2 separate regions of the Mus musculus genome follow, and region 1 is linked to region 2. The links are chromatin contacts, called in public HiChIP or PLAC-seq maps. All regions are on one chromosome and are shown on one strand. Each heading gives the region's core, a stretch centred on a gene start, on an enhancer-like site or on the middle of the called end of the contact. The rest is flanking DNA. Distances are from core to core; before and after follow the strand shown. Region 1 overlaps Gm46687 (a long non-coding RNA gene). Region 2 has its middle 71 kb from the start of Gm26314.

Region 1 (5,460 bases), core at 1,020-3,519, 340 kb before region 2:
TGTTTAGTTTAACACTCAAGTGCTGCAAATATGCTGCTTAAAATGCTGTCTTTATTAAAACAAATAAATGAATTCAAAGACCTTTCTAATTTCAACTCGTGTGGGCTAGAAACAGAAGAGAAAAATGGTAGGAAAGAGTATGGGCTAGGGAAAGGTAGCAGGGAGACTGGAGAGAAAAGGCACACACATGCATGCGCATACACATGCACACACATGTACACACACAAGCAAGCAAGCACTCGCACATGTGCGTGTATGCGCACACACACACACACACACAGGCTGCATTCCTTCTGCCATCCCTCCCTGCAGCCATGTTAAACTGGTCCATACAATTGTCCCTGGCTTAGCCCTGCAGCTTGCCAGCCTGCCAGGATTTTCCATCACTTGGTGCCTAAGGCAATCATTAGCTCAGAATGGACAGCCCTCTACCTGCTAGCCGCCAGTCACTTATCAGCCAGGGGTAGGCTGGCTACATCAAGCATAGGTCCCATTTGTTCAGCCTGAGAGGGGTCCTTGGTATTTGCCCCTGGGTGAGTTGGTACCTAATTAAACTCTACCCAGGGCAGCTTACACTAAATATATGTGGGTTGAGAGGAGGCTGGGAGGAAAAGGCAGTCATTACTTAAGCAGGGAAAGTGACTTTTCTGAGAGCGGGAAGAAAGGGAGCCGTCTGATCACTTTGTTTACCCTAAGCAGAGCTTCAGACACCACATCAATGGCCACAAGGAAATAAGGGGAAATGGGAACTAAGGGGGAAATCCAGAGACCACAGGCCCCTAAACCCAGGCCTTGTCATCATCTGGAAGCAAGAGGGAGGTTTATCTGAGCTCTAGACAACACTGGCTGCAGGGGGTGGGGAGGGGGTGCGGGGGTGGGGGGGAGATCCAAGTGCCCTTTGTGGCTTTGGAGTCATTGCTCATGTGCCACAGGCCTGTGTGTGTACTCAGGAGCTGGGACTGTATAAATGGCCGCGGAGACAGAAAGGAACAGATGTGTCAAAGAATCCAGTGACTGAGTGTGTATGGTAAAGTTACCCTGACGAGGCACGGGAGAACAAGAGAATGATCGATCAGCTGAAGCCTAGGCCTAGGTGGCAGGATCCCGATGATCAGAACTAGGGCTAAAGGACTAGTTTGCGAACAAAGGTGGTGGTTGTGGATCTAGAAAGATCTTGGGGTCTTCTTTAAGCCCTCATGAATTCAGAGGGTGAAAACATTTGATCAACTGGACAAAAAGTAAAACCAAGTACCAAGCACTTCTGGTTGGTACCAAGAGTTAGAGCACTTTTGGTTGGAGAAAGGGTTTCTTTCTGGCTCACTATTTTAACCAGTTAGCATTTATTAAGCACTTGCCTTACGCAAAGCAGTATGCTGGACATCTGGGGCCACAAGTGCTAGACTCCTCAAATGACCCAGCAGGGGCGACTCCTTCCTTTTATGTGCAAAATAACAAAGGACATAAAGGACTGTGGGTGAGCTTCTGAGGACGTGGAGAAGGAAATCAGCCACTCCCTGAGCGTCACTGTTACCCTGCCCCTGCGCCTGCAGCTGGATTCCAGGAGGAAGATGAGGCTACCAGCCTCTTGGGGCCAGGGACCTCTCTGCTTCCAACCTAAACCCGGACCAAGCTCCAGGGCCTTCCAGATTGTTCTGTTTGGATGGTGGCAGGGGTCACATGGGTCCTTTACTTCCCCCTTCCTTGGAAAGCCTGCCTAACTTTATTTCCCCTGGGGGCCAGGCCAGAGAGATTTTGATGCAAATCAAGAAGGCAGCTTTTCAAGTCAGGACTAGCCTGACCGAGAGACTAGCCCCAGACCGAGAGAAAAGGGAAGCTTGCACTGCCCCCCTCCAGCGCTCTCTCTCTCTCCTCTCCTCTCCTCTCCTCTCCTCTCCTCTCCTCTCCTCTCCTCTCCTCTCCTCTTCTCCCCTCCCCTCCCCCCGCCCCCCCCCCGCTCTTTCTGGAACTCGATAAGGGAATACTGCCTCCCTGAACAAAACAAACTTGGAAATCTCCAAGGTTTGGAATTGTGAGGGAGTCCCCCAGCAGAGAATTTGAACTGGCTTAAATACATCCCCCTTCCCTGGGCACACTCCCTCTGTGCCCCCTAGATTCGACTTGCCCCTTGGGGTGTTTCAGTGTGATCACAGGTGCCCTCCTTCGAGCCATCTGGCCTGGGCCCAGCCTTTGCTCTTGGTTTCCCTACGCACTGGCGAAACGCGCTGGAACCTTCAAAGCGCATTCCTAAACACTACCGGGGAACTGTGGGGAAGTGCAAACAAAGAGGCTGGGAGTACTCAGGCAGTTAGCGTACTGAGTCTGTGGGCCAACAGGGCTGGCCCAAGTTCAGTCAGACTCCCTGGCTCTGAGCCAGCTAGAGCTGGCAGTGCGCCCTCTCCAGCCCACTACTCAGACCTCCTTGCCCCCAAATTTGGGCACCCCCCCTCCTCAGCCAGCTTAAGTCTAAGCCAGCCCTCCTGCCCCTCCGCAGTCCTCTGAGAACAGTACTTCCTCATTCTGGTCTGGTGGATAGTTGCAGGCTTCTGCGCGAGCTCTCCGAGAGAGAGTAAATTGTCAAAGAGCAGGAGCCCTTCCCTTCTTTCGAGTGGCCCCGGGACTGAGCATGGCCTGAGTTCCCTGACTGGTAGCTTTGGGATTTGAGTAGTGGTGAACACTTGGTAACTTCGATCCTATGCTGAATAAAAGTCCGATCGTGCTCTGTGTTCCCTTACGCAAGCAGACGTTCCCTAGAAATACAAATAGGAGGTGGGGGGGGATGGGTGTCAAATCACATGCTTCTTCATGGGTCACCGGTGAGCAGAGTCATTCGCCCACTACCTTTAGCTCTGGTCTCTGGTCTGTTTAATACTACTGATGGCTCTTGCAAGGGAGTAGGAGTAACACCTCAGGTTTCCAAGATTCTGCTTCCTTTCACACAAAAGCTGGGAGAAAGTCTTTGTTGGGGGGGGGGCTCTTAGCTCTTAGCCCAACCTGCCTTAGAATTAGATCCTAGCCCAGGCTATTGTTGAACTTAAGTCCTGGGGTTACATGTCACCCTGGCCTGCTCATGTGTATGTTTTGAAACAGGGTCTTGTGCTGCCCAGAGCTCAGTCCTCCTAACTCAGCTTGTTGTGTAGCTGAAACAGCAGGCTACAACTACAGAGGACTTTTTTATTTCTTTCTCTTTTTCCTTATCCCACCGAGTACTGGAGGATTGAACTCAGAGTCTCATATATGCTAGGTAAGTTCCTTAAGCACTGAGCTGTAGCCTTAGTCACTTTTATAGTTTTTTCTTTTGAGACAGGGTCTAGGCTGGCTTTGAACTCAGAATCTCCCTGCCTCAGCCATTTTAGTCAAAGGCGCAGGGCGATACACTCGGTTTATATATAGGTACTACAGATCTAAACTCAGACCCCTGTGTTGTACAACACTGAACCCTTTCTCAACCCCAAGAATTTTTTGGGCAGGGGGAGGTTGGGGGGTCTGGGGTCAGTTTTGAGGCAGAATTTCTCTGTGTAGCCCTGACCGTCCTGGAACTCGATCTGTAGTCCAGGCTGGCCTCGAACTCACAGAGATCTGCCTGCTCATGCCTCCCGTGTGCCGTTACTGCTCGGCCAAGACTGTATTTTTTTAAGCTATAATTCAGTGGTGTGTTTTTATCGATGCTCCACTTACATACAAACACCTTCTGCCCAATCTTCTAAGTGGGGACTTGGGGGCTGGTGTCCTATGTTTTCCTTCCCCAAGATTCTGCCTAGATAACTAGATCATATTAATTGAAAATGGTAGGGGGTAACACCTGCACGTGACCAAAAAAATGTCATTGTTTTCAGATAGGGTCTCATGGTGCTGAGGTTGGCTTTAGACTCCTGATCCTTCTGCCTCTACCCACTGAATGCTGGGATTACAGATGGGTGCCAGGGTAGCATATGGCAAAAAATTCTAAGGCTATCAAAGTGTGTTGAGGGAAGACCGTGACTCTCTCATCCATCTCTGCTTCTCTGCAGGATCACTGCTCCCAGCTTCCTGCGCACAATTGTCAGCATAGGTACAAAGAAAAAGGAAAAAAAATAAAAATTCTGTCCAAAAAAGAGAGGGTTGGAAAACTAGTTTTACCTTGAAGAAGCCAAAGCCCAAAGAAAAATCAAAAGACCCAGTGGTCTTAATGAACATCTATATCAGAAGGCAGGCTTTCAAAAGCACAACATTTATTTAACATTCCTATTGCAAGGGATTCAGCAGCCTTTCAGAGGTCTGAATCAATTTAACTTCATCTTAAACTGTTACAGAGTAATACATTCCCCACTTAGATTGTAGTGATTTCTTATTCCCTCCATCCACCCTTCTAGAGCCCAGTGTGGTCGGTAGCTCATGCCTACAACACCAGCATTCTCTAAGCTGAGGCAGGAGGATCACTTCAGCCTGAGACCTTGTCTCAACACCTCCACCACTACCACTCAAAAGCATAGGCATAGTGATACATACTTACAACCCAGGACTTGGAGCTAGAGTCCTGAGAATCAGCGGCTCAAGGTCGTACTCGCTATCTAGTAAGCTTCTTGGTCAGCCTGTGTTTCGATATAAGGTCCGGTCTAAAACCGAACAACAAAACAAAACAAAACAAAACAAAACGCCGAAGGAAAAAGGGTAGGTGTGGGGTGCTGCAGCATGAGACTGCTCAGTAAGGAAAGGCACTCGCTGCCAAGCAGGACAGCCTGAGTTTTAGCCTCAGAACCCAGGTGGTGGCAGTTGTCTTGTGACCTCCATATTTACCTATGTGCACTAGAAATAAACAGAAATAAATAAAATGTCAAAGTAAAGACTATCTGAAAGTTTGTCTGGGGAAGCTAGGGTTCAACCGCTGCCTCGGCTGGTTGCCTAACTGTGGAACTAAGCAGTTACTCTCAGCTCACCCACGGAATGGGAAGTATCAACGTGGCCCATCCCATAATGTTGCCATTAAATTAGTTGGTGGGCAAAACTGACTTAAAAATAATACCTTGCACCCAGAAACTGATCATTGGGGGTTAGGGAGACTTGAGCCTCACACACATCTGGTTGGTTTCAACCTTGCTGTGGTATTTGTGAATAAGCTATTTGTCTTTGAGTCTCTGTGTCTCTGAAGCCTTGGGTGTTTGACCTGCAAGAGACAGGAGGAACCCCAACATGCTACTCGCCTGTGATACTCTCAGACAGTTTCCAGCATATTTTTGGTTTCTTCACTGTTAATCTGTACTGTTAGGACAAAAAACACTGGACCAAAGCCCTCCACCCTCACCATTCTTTTTTTTTTTTTTTTTTTTTTTTTTTGGTTTTTGAGACAGGGTTTCTCTGTATAGCCCTGGCTGTCCTGGAACTCACTTTGTAGACCAGGCTGGTCTCAAACTCAGAAATCCTCCTGCCTCTGCCTCCCGAGTGCTGGGATTAAAGGCAAGTGCCACCACTGCCCGGCACCCTCAC
Region 2 (5,753 bases), core at 320-2,819:
CTCTACATCCCTACCCCACTTGCTTCCTCCTTTCATTAGAAGAGACAGAGAAGAAAGCCCTGTCCGTTTCCAGGATGCTGTTTTCCCATTACTGCTGCTCTGCTCATGAGGATTTCTTTGGAAATAATACGACTGTCCTGAATAGTTTTGGTGGCTTGAATAAGAAAAAAAAAAGTGATGTTTAGCAGGGTCCATTAATTCAGCAGCAGCATATTGGAGACAGAGGCAGGCATATCTCTGTGAGTTCCAGGTCAGTCAGGGCTATTATAAGAAGGCTCTTTTGGGGTGGGTGAGCAGCTGTGGTGGTGGTGACATTTGCATCAAATAACCCATTTTGTTGTTGTTGTTGTTGTTGTTATATAGCTAACACTCTTAGCAGGTTCAAACTTGCTTCAGGTCTTTTGGGGGGGGGTTAGAGGATGCCGTTATCAAACTTCTTATTTTCAGTCACCTTGCCCTGTGCCTTAACCGCCTGGTCGTTTTATCCCTTGGATACTCCCAACTCCTACCTCCAGCAAAGTAGATCTGGGGCTTGTATCTCCTCCTTGGATCTCCTCTAAACATTTAAATGAACATAACATGTAGACAAAAGTGGATTTCACATACCAGGAAAGTTAGACACTAACTCGTTCTGTGGCATGCAGGCTTCCTTTCTTTGGAGACCTTGGTGTGAGAAGAAATGGCATTTACCTCTGCTGGGAGGAGGTACTAGCCTGACTCCACTGACCCCAGGGAGGCTGAACTGGCTCTGCCTTTTGTCTCCAGCAGTGCTGGTAGAGGGCTACCTCGAGGGGTTAATTGCCCAGTTGTAACTCTGGTCGTTAAAATTCAAGAGGTGTGCTCTGTAAGACCCTTGGGGTGGATGTGCTGTCCTGTAACTTTTTATATATGACACCTCCCCCTCGGGTTCTCGCACCACTGTTAGCCTCAGCCAATTAGAGCCTCATGAAGAGGCCAGACCCTATCTCCCAGCCCTGCTTCTGCCTGGAGGCCCTAGGAGTGTCCTTTCTGGTTTGGTGGAACCTCTGCTTTCAGCCACAATATGTTTGCGGGGTTTAGTTAAAAAAAATGCAAACCTGGCTCCTATTCTGACATTCCCAAGGGCAATTTAAATTAAGGTATTCATTTATTTATCTGTTTGCTTGAAGTAGGGTTTTGTTATGTACTTCAGGCTGGCCTAGAACTCCTGATCGTCCTGCCCCAGCCTTCTGGGTGCCAGGATTACAGGGGTGTATTTTCATTCTCAGCTTAAAAAATATATTTGAAAATCTCTCTCTCTTTCTCTCTCTCACAATGCTTGCACACATGCCACACTTGGGTGTAGACAGACAGACAGAGACAGACAGACAGACAGACAGACAGACAGACAGACACACACACAGGATTCCACTCCCCAGAATTTTAGAAACTCGGTTTGGTGGCGCACACCTGTAGCCCCAGCATTGGGAGGTAGGAGGTCAAGGTCATTCTGGGCTCCTGAGTTTGAGGTTAGCCTGAGCTCCATGAGTTCCTCTCTAAAATGACACACGTGTCCTCCCTCTATCTTTCATACTCCTTTCTAAAAGGAGCTCCTTTGAAGTCTGTTTTCTTTGATCCAAGTGGCTGACTTCAGGATGTTTTTCTCTAACTACATATAAAACAAACCTCCCCTTCCCACCACACACACACACACACACACACACACACACACACACACACACAAGCCCAGAAGAGTCTCTCCTTTTGAGCAAGCTTTTTGAAGCTGGACAGCAAATCATCTCCTCATTTGCTCTGTCACTCACGGGCCTCTGGCTCCTTCCTGTTGCCATCTTGTGAGCATTTGGGGACAATAGAGACTAGAAAACTTAATCTGCCAGGGCCCTATAGCGGGTCTCCCATCTGTGGGCAAGTTCTAATTCAACTGGCTCTGTTCCTCCCATCACCCAATCACCTGATCAGAGTCTTAGAGGTGAGCGAAGGGCTTCCGTGCTCGTCGGTAAAGGAATAATGAAGATGTTCAGCCTCGTAGGAGTGGGCAATGGAGGGAAGATCTGAGCGCAGCCTCTAGTTTGGCTTGTTTCTGGTGACTTGCTCACAGCACTAATTTTGGAAGTTGATTGGCTAAATAGCAAATGGACCCCTATCAGCCTTGCTGTAGGCAATACCTCCAATATACAGTTACTGTGGAATGGTGGCATGGTTTTTTGTTTGTTTGTTTGTTTGTTTGTTTTGTTTTTTTGGCTTTGTTTTGTTTTTCAGCAATTTACAAGTAGCCTTGATTAGCTTGGACAGGTGAAAGCCACTGACTTCCTGGGCCTTCGTAGGTGTCCCATGTCCTCTAAAGAGCCATCAGGTTTGATTGTATATGCACACAACTCCCATTACCTCACTTCTTACTTTAATTGCCTTGCCCCATGCCCTGAGCACCTTGCTTTTGTATCCGCTAGATACTCCCAAACATTGACTCTGCAACATTATTGCCTCGTGAATCTTTGTTGTACAACTGAAACATTTCAGTGATTGGTGCTTTCAGTGGTGGACAACATAGATCTTGTTTGGTAACAAGAGGGGTGGTTACTTTACTTATTAGAACAAGTGTGGCATCCAGAGGCCTTCTCTTACTTTGTCTTTCTTCTCACTGCCTCTGACATAAGCTGGTAGGCTCTATTAGGAGTAGCTTTCTGGACCTGGTGTGTTCTAACTTGGAAGGGTCAGTTGTACATGTCGTTTCCAGTTCTATGTTCACTGATAACACACCGGTAGCTTCATGTCAATCACCTTGAGAGTACTCACACAATGGGAATTGATAACTGATATAAGTCAGGCCTTTCCCCTGAGGAGTGTGGGGGATTTTGCAGCTCTGCCACTATATTGGTACTTGGCTCTCACCACCATCAATGTGATTTCCCATAGAGCAGGCACAAGAACATTGAAAAATTACCTTTCCCAGATCCCGCTGTAGGGTTGCACGCATATGCCCCAGTAGTAGGTCTTTACTTCTGACTGCTCAAGATTTGCAGGTTGGACATGAGGTAGGTCATATTTCTGCATCTTTGGTGCCTTCTCTATGCAAGCGAGATGGTCCAGATGGAAATGTCTCTGGAAGTATTAGGACATCTCTGGTCTAGCTTTGTGGGTGGTGAGAACCATCACAGCAGCCAGACTCCACATTCTCAAACTGGATGTCAGCAGTTTTTTGACTCTTACACCACACTTATGGCTGTGCCTCTGAACCTATCAGTCTCAGTAGTAGTAGCTCAACATCACCACTTTTCTGATCGTGGCTGAGTGTAGCTCTCCTACAGGGTCAGCCCTGGAGCTCATTTCTGGAAGGTCTACATATGTCTTTATAGCCTCCAAAAAGATGCTGTTAACATGTAATTCAATGTGTTAAATCTCTTTCTGTTAAAACACCAGTGACAGTTAATATTGGTTGTCAACTTGATGAGGTCTAGAATCACCCAGAAACAAACCTCTGGGCATGTCTAGGAGAGCTATTTAGGCTGGGTTAATGAATTCAGGACGATCCATCCTAAATGTGGGCCTCACCATTTAATGGCTGGGGTTTCTGGACCAAATGAAAAGGGGAGAGAAAGAGAGAGTGAGAGAGAGGAGGGGAGAGAGAGTGTTAGTTGAGCATCAATGCTCATCTCTCTGCTCCCCTACTGCAGACACAATGAGACAAACGACCTCATGCCCCTGCTGCCGTGACTTCACGTCCCTGATGGACTGTACCCCCAGCAAAAGAGGCCAAACAAAACCCTTCTTTCCTTAAGTTGATTTTTGCCAGGCATTTCCTCACAAACAAGACAAGTCACCAAGACAACAACTCTAGTGAACTCTGCCACCCTCTGCTTCTCAGTTCTTCTCTTGCCATCTCTCCCTTGCTAGAATGAGCATTCTGGGGGAACACACACAAACCAACTTCTCTGCTAGTTTATAAACTTCTAGAAAGCAAAGTCCAATGGAACATTCCAGCTTGATACTTGGGTAATATTTTGTGGAAATTAGGCCCTTGCATACACTGAGCAAAACCGTCCACGACCGAGCTCCATCCCTGGCCTTCTCTTCACTTTTTATTTTTGGGATAGGGTCTCTCTAAGTTTCCCAGGCTGGAATTGAGTTTGCAATCTATCTGCTACAGCCTCCTGAGTAGCTAGGATTTAGGGCTTGTGCCATAGGTCTTGGCTCTGTGGTGTTATTGATCTCTGAACTTGTATCCCTATCTACCTCTGCCCTGTCCAGCACTACCTAGCAAAAAAATTTTTGGTCCTGGTCTTAAATTCTAACTCTGCACTCCTTTTATAGTATAGAAATTAGTCTGTAAGAAGTTTTCTCACCTGTAAAACGGGGCTAATGCTAACTGTTTTCAGGGTTATTGAAAAAATAATAAATCTATCATTTGATTTGAACATGAAAAAAGAAAACATTATGCTGGACAGTGATGCACACGCCTTTAATTCCCAGCACCCAAGAAGCAGAGGCAGGCAGATCTCTGTGAGTTTGAGGTCAGCCTGCTCTACAAAGCAAGTTCCAGGACAACCAAGGATGAAGAAAAAAAACAAAACAAAACAAAAAACAAAAAACAAAAAAAGAAACCAAAACAAAAACCAGAAAACCAAAAAAGAGACAAAGCAGACCTCTTCCTCTGGCCACTTGTTAGTCATCCAGCTGGGGCTGGCTGCTAGGGTGGACCATTGGGGTCACAAGGCCTCCGTGACTTGTACCTTGGAGCCTCACTTGCTTTGAGGCCCAAGGCAAGTTAATTCACCTGTTTGAATTTCCATCTCTTCCTCTGAAGGAGGAGTGAAAATAATTAACTAACCCAAACCTTCCTTCAAGTACGGCAGGGGTCGGAGTGTTCATGTGAAGATAGTGTTTTATTTTAGGGATTTACATCTCACTGGCGGGTAAAGGCATCTGAAAGACAGGAATGGTGGATTCTGCTACAACTAGGGTGCCGTTATAAGAGTCCCCCAAGAAAATACAACTCCTAGCATGGAGAAAAGGCTTCATATATGCTGGCTCTTTTTATTATCAGCCATGACACCCAGGAATGACTTCCACAGACAGCCTCCACCTCATTATTGACAGCAAGAAGTACAGTTAAATTGTGCTGGATCCAAAAACCACTGTTTGTGGTAAGGATTCCCAGACTACCTGCAGCTTGGCTTTCAATCCCAGCCACTAATCACCTGGGTCACCTTGCAGCATATTTTGCGCTAGCTGAGCCTGGAGGATTCATTAGGAGGTCTGGCTATCAAAGACTAATGACTTCTAAAAGACGATTTCGGTGGGTGTTTAGTCATCATTGCCTTAAATTAGAAAAACATTCTTCTACTAGAAATGATTGCAGCCCTGCCTGATGGCCCAGAACCAGGATGGCACCTCCATCACTCTGTACTCTTAAAGTTCCTAGCCCCTGGGAATTTCCCTGGCAGCTGTTTGAGTAGGGGCGGGGACTCCTAGTTCCTGTATTCTCAAGCTCCTTGGTCTCAAGGGAGGGTTTAAGCTCCACCTCTAGTGCCATCGAATGGTAAGTCTTTGTCCCCTGCCTCCCCTAAGAGCCTGAGATGGCTTGGAGCTTGAGTTCAGAAGCATGGACGGTATCTTTTCCTTCATATGGGTGGTTCTTCCCATTTTGTGGATTGATATTTCTCGTGACTGCCCACTTTGGTTTTATATAACTCATTCTGGAAATCACAGTGTGGCTGGCCTTCCTTTAGCACCTAGGGTACAGGGGGGAGGGGGATGACTCACTCAAATTTACATTC

The links. HiChIP or PLAC-seq counts read pairs in DNA pulled down with a chosen protein or histone mark.
Region 1: a contact with region 2 is called in an H3K4me3 HiChIP or PLAC-seq map of pro-B cells, with 3 times the contacts expected there. The contact joins two enhancer-like sites. A contact is called at or near these places in 5 of 484 Hi-C or Micro-C datasets (the AML12 cell line, embryonic stem cells, muscle stem cells and 1 more) and 10 of 115 datasets of contacts at active chromatin or transcription factors (the 230-238 cell line, acute myeloid leukemia, differentiating embryonic stem cells and 6 more).

The regions. Positions count from the first base shown.
Region 1 is chrX:12,120,065-12,125,524 of GRCm38.p6, reverse strand. Gm46687 (a long non-coding RNA gene) reads right to left here. Exons shown (of 3, transcript XR_003953120.1): 3 at 5,383-5,460. It also overlaps a transcript of Bcor not described here. Among named protein-coding and RNA genes, the nearest start is that of Gm46687, 30 kb to the right of the region's middle. Within about 2 kb of position 2,269, at least 142 of the 459 cell types and tissues checked have an H3K27ac peak or open chromatin away from gene starts, as enhancers often do. A contact at or near this core is called in pro-B cells, where this site is marked.
Region 2 is chrX:11,776,422-11,782,174 of GRCm38.p6, reverse strand. No RefSeq gene overlaps it. Among named protein-coding and RNA genes, the nearest start is that of Gm26314, 71 kb to the left of the region's middle. Within about 2 kb of position 1,569, at least 6 of the 459 cell types and tissues checked have an H3K27ac peak or open chromatin away from gene starts, as enhancers often do. A contact at or near this core is called in pro-B cells, where this site is marked.